Regions from separate parts of the Mus musculus genome. Here regions 1 and 3 are each linked to region 2. Evidence: chromatin contacts called from public promoter capture Hi-C data. All regions are on one chromosome and are shown on one strand. The core of a region is the stretch at or near the end of the contact, and the rest is flanking DNA. Distances in the headings are between cores, read along the strand shown. Region 1 holds the start of Tnfrsf1a (tumor necrosis factor receptor superfamily, member 1a). Region 2 holds the start of Kcna5 (potassium voltage-gated channel, shaker-related subfamily, member 5). Region 3 holds the start of Tuba3a (tubulin, alpha 3A).

Region 1 (2,700 bases), core at 182-2,681, 1.2 Mb after region 2:
AATTAAGTGGGTGGGGGAGTTGGAGAACAGCCAGAGGGGCAGCCTTGACAAGTCTCCCAGGAGAGACTGGGAGACAGGACAGGACCAGGAGAAGGGAGGTGACACCCAGGCAGGGTTCTAGGACCACTGCTTTAGAATGGTGTGTAGAGAAAGGGAAGGGAATAGACACAAAGGAGCCACCCCCACCCCCCCACCCCACCCCCGCAAGGAGGCTCTGGAGACTGACCAGAAGAGAATGAGGAGTGAAAGGGGAGGGAGAAAAAGGCAGGTCTCAGGGATAACGCTGGGCCAGGGAGAGGCAGGACCCAGAGAACACTGCGCCGATGGTACAGCCCACCCAGACAGCCAGGGAGCCCCCAGGATCTACACAGAATAATTATGGACACACAGAAATCAAGAGAACATGAACACTAGGCCGAGGCCAGAGAAAAGTACATTTTCCAGTGACGAAAACAAGCTGCTACCAACTTCCCCAATTGGAACTGTGGAATTGGAAACCGTGAGACTGACTTTTGGGTCTGTGGGGAGGGAGCAGGAGGATACATGGCCTAGATAAAGAGGTATTAGCTACTTAAGGAGGGTCACGCCAGGAGGGACCTCTTGTCTGGAAGCAGAAATGGAGGCGGCAGAAGGTCAGAGGCTGTCTCAGGGAGAAGTCTGGGACCGGAAGGCTGCCCAGCTTTGTCCAGTTTCGGGTCCACTCCCAAGCACGCTTTCCCAAACTCGTCCCGCCAAAGCGGTTCTCCTAGCACCCAGTCTTCCAACACCCTGCCCCACGCTGTTCAACCTCGGCCAGAGAAAGAAGGCTTCTCCGTCTAACTCCACTGGCCGAGCAGCTGGCCTGACCACAGCCCAACACGGGCCAGGACCTTGACTGTCAGGGGCCCAGGCTTGCCAGCTTGGCTTGCCAGATTCTCTCCCTCTCAGATTTCTCCCTTCCACATCTCAGGGCAGCCCCAGGTGAGGCACAGCAAACCTGGCGTCAAACTAAAGCACAGAAGCCCCTGCCCCCATCTCTACCCCTAGTACAAGCCCACTCCTGCCCGGCGCCTCGCTAGCAACCCACCCTCCCCTCCAGTCTCCCATCTCACCAGTGACAGCAGCAGGCCAGGCACGGTGGGGAGACCCATGTCCGGCCGGCAGTGGCCTCTCACTCCCCCATTGGGGCTGGGGACAGGGCAGCAATTGACAACGCTCGTGAATGAAGTAAGATGATCGGACCAGGTGGCCCGGGCGATGGCAGCCTGGGCCTCGAGTTCGAGAAGCTGAAAGTCAGAGGCAGATAGAGATCAGGGTACGGTCCTCCAGGACCTCGCACCCAGTAGGCCCGATCATGAGCCAGAGTTCGGAAAACTCGGAGAAAATTTAAGCTGAGGGGAGAGAGAAGGTAGGAGGGGAAGGGAGAGTGGCGGGGGTGGTGTTGCAAGAGCGGGACCGGAAGAGCCTGGGGAGAGGCGAGGGAGGAGGAGGGAGGGAACTAGGAGGAGTGAGGAGAGGGCCAAGGTTCTTTAACGCTTTGTAGCCCGGGTCCCGTAGCTTGGCGCCCCAAACCCACTTAACACCACTTAAGAGCTTGAGAGTCCACAGAATTCCAGTTCGGACTCCTTTGCTTTTGAAGTGGGTGAGCTTAGACCGGTGGACTAACCCCTCTAAGCCTGTTGTCAATTTCACGGAAGGAAGCCAGCCCACCTATCTCACGGGACGGCAGGCGGGAGTTATTAGGGGGAGGGCAATATCTGATGCTCGCCCGCCGAGAACTCCTTTGCTTCGCGCTCTCCCTCCCTCTGAGTTCCCTCTAATCGCACTTTCTTGGACGTTTACCCAGTCAGCCCAAACCGGGAGGGAAATCAAATGTTCTTTTCTACCCTGCCTGGGTCCTGACCCAAGGTCACTCCCACTGACTCTCATCTGTGTCTTCCAGACAAGTCCCTCAGCTGCCCACCATGGCTCGGTCACCAACGGTGGGGCACGGGTGAGGGGGTGTCAGGCAGCACCCTCTCCTAAGCCTTGGTTGTCTCCCCAGTTGTTAATTTGGAGTGAAAAGTGCCTGCCCTGACATAGCAAAGAGAAGCCATGAGAATTCAGGCTTCTGTAAAGGGCTCCCAGGGCCCCCTTTCCAACCTGTGTGAAATAGGGTTTCATTTAGCCCAAGCCGGCTGGCCTCAAACTCACTGTCTAGCTGAGGCTGGCCTTGTACTTCTCATCCTCCCACCTCCTACCTGCTGAGACTACAGGTGTGCACCACCACACCCAGCTCTAGATATCCTGATGCATCCGTTGGGACTGACCTCAAAGATAGTTATACCACAGTCTGTAGCTTTAGGGGTGAGGAAAAAGCCACGGGACTCTGCACACTGGGAGGCTGATCTCGGAGAATCAGGATGCCAGCCGAGCTCCTACTGCAAGGCCCACAGTTCTCTCTGTCCTTTTGAGTAAGACCTTACCTTCTGATAGCATCCCTTACTAGGGATGGCTGCCTCCTGCCATCCCCATTTGGGCAGGTCTTCAGTGCAATGGAACCCTGTAACACCCGGACACTATTCACTCGAGTGCCCTTGAGACTCAATGACCTTCTTTATGCATGCCAGTTCAACCAACCTGCGGTCCTTTAAAAGCAGCTGAGACTTTGAGACTTGGAGGGAAAACCCAGGAATAGGGGCATAGGGCTTGGGGACTTGGAACCAGAGCTCCTGGCCCTTC
Region 2 (2,700 bases), core at 4-2,503:
AGAGTGTAGAGAGGGACCCTGGCATCCCAGCCTAGAACCCAATCTTTATCTTACTCATTCTTCTGCCTCCTGCAATGGAAGAAGGGCCTCAGGCCAGATGTGGGGAGGGGAGAAAGAAGCGAGCTCCCTAAACCCAGCAACTTGGGTTTGAATTGCAGCGTTGATACTTTCTAGTTCTGTGGCCTCCATATACAATGTAGTCAAGTTCTGTGGCCTCCATATACAATGTAGTCAATCTATCTGTGCCTGAGTTTCTTTGTATGTTGAAGGTAGTCCTAGTACTTACAAAGTAAGCTGATGCAAAAACACACAAGTCCAGAATGATCTGGACATACTAGCAATAAATAAGTCCCTCTGCCTCCTCTTTACACAGGTTTCTATGCAGTCGCTAGCTTAGAGCTTTCCCGTGCACAATTATTCTCCACCAGGATTTATTCTCTTTTCTCACTGTGCATTTTACAAAAAGAGGATTAGGTGAGGAGGCTGGAGGGATGGCGAAGAATGCAGAGGCAGGAGACCAGACAGCTTCTCTCTCAGTTGAGACTCCTCCTGGCTCCATACTAGCAGATCAAATCACCAATGTCTGGATGATGAAAAGCAGGCTTAAGGGGGTGCTGTGAGGTCTCAGTCTCATACCTTCCAATGGATCTGTAGATAGACTGGAAGAGTTCCAGAGTACACACACACACACACACACACACACACACACACACACACACACACAGCTCGCTGCTCCCCTGCAGTGTCATTTTTCCCAAAGAGAGAGGCTGTTAATCTATAAAGCATTGGTTTTGCAACCTGTGGTTCACAATCCTTTTGGCAAACCTCTATTTCCAATAATATTTACATTACACTTCAGTAACAAATTCCATTTATGTTATGATAACAATAGTAAAATCACAGTTATGAAGTAGCAACAAAAATAAATTTACCGTTGTGGGGTTCACCACAACATGAGGAACAGTGTTAAAGGTTGCAGCAGCATTAGCAAGGTTGAGAAGCACTGCTCTAAAAGAAAAACACCCAGAGCACTCTCTTCTCCACTCACTGGAACTCAGCTACAAGCCTTCCCCTTGCATCTAAAGCAGTTCCCACCCCCTGGAGTCCCCTTTCCGCTTTCTGTGCATTCCCAGGTGATCTGAGATCCTGAAGCTATTCTCATCCTGTTGCCCTGGGAGTTTTCAGCGCTCCTGGTACAACCTGTTCCTCGCTCCTCAGGCTCTTTTCCTCCTCCCCTTCCTGTCCTTGCTGCTGGGGCCCCAGCTGAACCCTCCAGAGAGACACTCTCTGACTCCGTCCCCAGAGGAGAAACAGGAGGGGGAGGAGGAGAGGAGGGAGCCACAGAGGGCGGAGGCCGGGGAGCTCAGCCAGAGAGGGGCTGCTGGAGGTTGCATCTGCTGGAAGGAGGTTTTTCTGCTGCCTGGTAACCAGCTGCCAGAACACTGAGAGGGAGAGAGAGAGGCAGGGAGCAGGGGCAGCAGCTTCTTGACGTCAGGACCAGCCAAGGGGATCCAGCCAGCTACCCCAGCCAGCCTAGAGCCAGCGGGGGCCCTCGGCTGAAGAGGAAACCGCGAGGCGCGGAGCGTGAGTTGGGGTGTGGGAACCGGTTGTCTGGGGGCGCAGCATGCCCCTTGCCCCCGGGCCATGGAGATCTCCCTGGTGCCCATGGAGAACGGCAGTGCCATGACCCTCAGAGGAGGAGGGGAGGCAGGGGCAAGCTGTGTGCAGAGCCCCAGGGGAGAGTGTGGGTGCCCTCCGACGGCTGGACTCAATAATCAGTCCAAAGAAACATCACCGAGGAGGCGCGCCACACACGAGGATGCGGGCCAGGGTGGGAGGCCTTTGCCCCCTATGCCTCAGGAGCTGCCACAGCCTAGAAGGCCATCTGCTGAGGATGAGGAGGGAGAAGGCGACCCTGGCCTGGGCACAGTGGAGGAGGACCAGGCTCCTCAGGACTCAGGATCACTCCATCACCAGCGGGTCCTCATAAACATCTCGGGTTTGCGCTTTGAGACGCAGCTGGGCACCCTGGCGCAGTTTCCCAACACCCTCCTGGGGGACCCAGTCAAACGCCTGCGCTACTTCGATCCCTTGAGAAATGAGTACTTCTTCGACCGCAACCGGCCTAGCTTCGATGGCATTTTGTACTACTACCAGTCTGGGGGCCGCCTGCGCAGGCCGGTCAATGTCTCCCTGGATGTGTTTGCAGATGAGATCCGCTTTTACCAGCTGGGGGACGAGGCCATGGAGCGCTTCCGGGAGGATGAAGGCTTCATCAAGGAAGAGGAGAAGCCCCTGCCCCGCAATGAGTTCCAGCGCCAGGTGTGGCTTATCTTCGAATACCCAGAAAGCTCTGGGTCAGCAAGAGCCATTGCCATCGTGTCGGTCTTGGTCATTCTCATCTCTATCATCACCTTCTGCTTGGAGACTCTGCCTGAGTTCAGGGATGAACGGGAGCTGTTACGCCACCCCCCAGTGCCGCCGCAGCCCCCAGCCCCTGCCCCAGGGGCAAATGGCAGTGGCTCTGGTGTCCTTTCCTCTGGCCCCACAGTGGCTCCGCTCCTGCCTAGGACACTGGCTGACCCATTCTTCATCGTGGAGACCACATGTGTGATCTGGTTCACTTTTGAGCTGCTTGTGCGTTTCTTTGCTTGCCCCAGCAAGGCAGAATTCTCTCGGAATATTATGAACATCATTGAT
Region 3 (2,799 bases), core at 116-2,615, 1.2 Mb after region 2:
TTGCTCATTTGCAGGTATCGAGGTTGCCTTCTATATGCTGAATCTGGCATACATGAAGGAATATATTCATTCACGGGATATGGATATAAATTTCCTGGGTTTCAAATGCCTAGCGACCAAATCAGATCCCCAACAATAAGACTGCATCAAGAAGATTCTGTTCCAAAAAATGTTTATTGCAGAATTTTTTTAAAAAAAAATCATGTTTGATTCTAGTTATAAAACAAGTCATAAATGTATGCACGCCAGGATGAAAGACAGCTGAAATGTGTTTCTCTAGAGACATGCGTGGTTGTTGGTGTTCTATTTTATTGCTGCCTTTCCCACATGTTCTACTCTGAATGTGTTAATCTCATAATCAGAAAAAAATGTTTCTTGTAAACACAGCACTGGGGATTAGAGTTGTAGCTGGGTTTGGTAGAGTGCTGGCTAAGCATCTCTGAAGCCATGAGTGTGTCCCCAGCTTGTGATGCAGATCCGCAGTCCCAGGACTCAGAGGGTGGAGATTAGAGGGTCAGAAGGATCAAATCCATTCTTGATTACAGGGGAAATCAAGACCAGGGTGGGATACATGAGACTCTGCCCAAACAAACAAACAAACAAAAACACCATGGCACAGCCTACAATTCATTATGTGCAGTTCGATATCCTGAGGAAAGATAGGTATGTTGACTAATTTATGTTTCCTCCAAATTGCAGATTGAAGGTCTGGTTGCCACCAGGCATGGCACACATCTATAGCCCCAGCTCTGAGGTAGCCTGAGACAGAGTTTCAACTTCTGCCAGCCCGGGCTACAAGCTTTGGAGGCCAGCCAGGGCTGCATACCCAAATCCTTTCAAAACCTTCTCCGAGTAAATAATGTCGGAATAGGCAACTGCTCACACAGACTTCCAAAACAGCTCTGGGTCCCAACGCAAGACTTGGCAGATGGTCTCTGGAGAAGCACGACCTGGTGGCCTCCAAAGCGAGGGAGGCTGAACAGCTTTTCTGCCCCAAGTGAGGTAAGGCTGTGTGAGGTGAGGCGAAAGGAGGAAAGGCGAGGACAGAGGTACGGATAGTGTGCAGGGCTGCTAGGGCATCCCTCCATCGCCGATGCGCAGATAACATACGCAGATAAGCAAGACCTGAGCGCCCCACTTGTTCCATGCTAAGTTGGATGTCGGGGACGCGCAGACACACCTCCCCCCACCCCCCATTTTCAGATGCTCCTCAATGCTTGTCCCCCTCCAGCCACTCCAGAGCCTTCCCGCCAAAGCCACATCCAATCAGAAAGTGCCAGCACTGCAACTTGAGCCACATCCAATCATTAGTGGGATGTGGAGCCTAAGGCCGCCCCTAAGGCGCTCTGGGCCAATGAGCCCCGGCCTGGACTCCACATCCGTCCTGGACTGTTGAGCGCGCAGACCAGAGGCGGTTGAGGACCAGTGGTGAGGAACGGCCGAGGCGGCGTCTGAGCGGGTCTCCGGAGTTCAGCATGGTGAGAGCGGCCGGGGTGGTGGGAGCAGTCCCAGGCCGGGGTGGTTGGCCTCGGGGCCTCTGGGGGGGTCGGCCCCACGGGAGGTTGACCTCCGTCTCCTCTGAGGCTAGGGCTTCCTCGCAACCCCAGCTCCTGTGAGGGTGGGCGTTGGCAGAGCAGCCCAGGAGCCCGCAGTCTCCTCTAGACTCCTCACCATGCAAGTGCGTGTGAATGAGATGCTCGGCTTCTTAGCACCTGTGAAGCTCCAGGATGCTGGGATGCAGTTCCAGCCCGGAGTCCCAGCCCCGCGGAGGCTGATGAAAGAGGCGCAAGAGTTCGCGGCCAGCCTCAGTCTCGTGGGCCTCCAGCCTTAAGAAAAAAAGCAACAAAAGAAGGTGGCAGATAGGTTTCTGGAGAGGGAACTTTTGTTTTGTTTACTGGTACCAGTGGCCTTGAGTGCGAGAACCAGTGATGGCTTGGGTTCCAGAAGATCCTAGAAGCCACCAGGCTTTCTGGTCTAATGTTCGTCCACCTAGGAAAGTGAAAGTTACTGAGTCCAAAGAGCCTGTGCTCGGGTCTCGAGCTTACTATGATTGGGAAATGCCGTAGAGCCCCTGGTAGGCCTGCCCTCTCTGCCTCCACTCCGTCAAGATCACAGGCCACCAGCTCCACCAAGCTTGCCAAAGAACTTTTATATAAGTTTTGTGGCTACTGCTGTTTTTCTTATTTCATGGTTTATAAGTGGGATCCATTGTTGGTATTAGAAAGTACATTTGAGGTGTGTGCTGGCGCATGCCACAGTCCCAAGCAGGACATTTGGATTTCAAGATTAGTCTGAGTACATTTGAAGCTAGCATGGACTACAAAAACTTGTCCTAAGGGAAGAATAAAATAAGGCTGAGAACCTAATTTATTAGATTTTTTTTTCTTTGAAATCGCTGTGCATGTATGTCTCTGCAAAGTATGTGCTCCTGAGTGCAGTTTCCCAGAGAGGCCAGAAGAGGGTGTGGAAGACCCAGGAGCTGGAGTCAGGCCGTGGCGAGCCTGATAACTGAGCCCTGATCCTCTGCAAGACAGCTCTCCTACCCACCACACAAACTCTCCGGCCCCAGGCAGAGGACTTCTTAGATACTTGTGTTCACATACGATCTGGGTCTAAACAGCCAGAACTTGTCTTTGTTTCTCTGATGGGCTCTCGTCATCTGAGCTGGCCTCAAACGCCTCTTATTACCTCAGCTCCTCATTGAGCTGGCTACTGTCATGGACCCCCCCACACCGAGCTTGATCGTTTTTTTTTTTTTTTCTTTAAAACTTTTTTCTTGTTGCAGGGGCAGTGTCGTCC

Evidence for each region. Promoter capture Hi-C pulls out the DNA fragments that hold promoters and counts their contacts.
Region 1: a contact with region 2 is called in a promoter capture Hi-C map of embryonic stem cells, with 4 times the contacts expected there. The contact joins the promoter of Tnfrsf1a here to the promoter of Kcna5 in region 2. A contact is called at or near these places in 2 of 39 promoter capture datasets (embryonic stem cells and hippocampal neurons) and 3 of 115 datasets of contacts at active chromatin or transcription factors (craniofacial prominence, embryonic forebrain and embryonic stem cells).
Region 3: a promoter capture Hi-C map of embryonic stem cells shows a contact between it and region 2, with 3 times the contacts expected there. The contact joins the promoter of Tuba3a here to the promoter of Kcna5 in region 2. A contact is called at or near these places in 4 of 39 promoter capture datasets (the 3T3-L1 cell line, the C10 cell line, embryonic stem cells and 1 more).

Annotation. Positions count from the first base shown.
Region 1 is chr6:125,348,454-125,351,153 of GRCm38.p6, reverse strand. Tnfrsf1a (tumor necrosis factor receptor superfamily, member 1a) reads right to left here and starts at 1,431. Exons shown (of 10, transcript NM_011609.4): 1 at 1,092-1,431. The coding sequence starts at 1,130.
Region 2 is chr6:126,534,108-126,536,807 of GRCm38.p6, reverse strand. Kcna5 (potassium voltage-gated channel, shaker-related subfamily, member 5) reads left to right here and starts at 1,253. Exons shown (of 1, transcript NM_145983.2): 1 at 1,253-2,700. The coding sequence starts at 1,645.
Region 3 is chr6:125,284,647-125,287,445 of GRCm38.p6, reverse strand. Tuba3a (tubulin, alpha 3A) reads left to right here and starts at 1,365. Exons shown (of 5, transcript NM_009446.3): 1 at 1,365-1,478. The coding sequence starts at 1,476.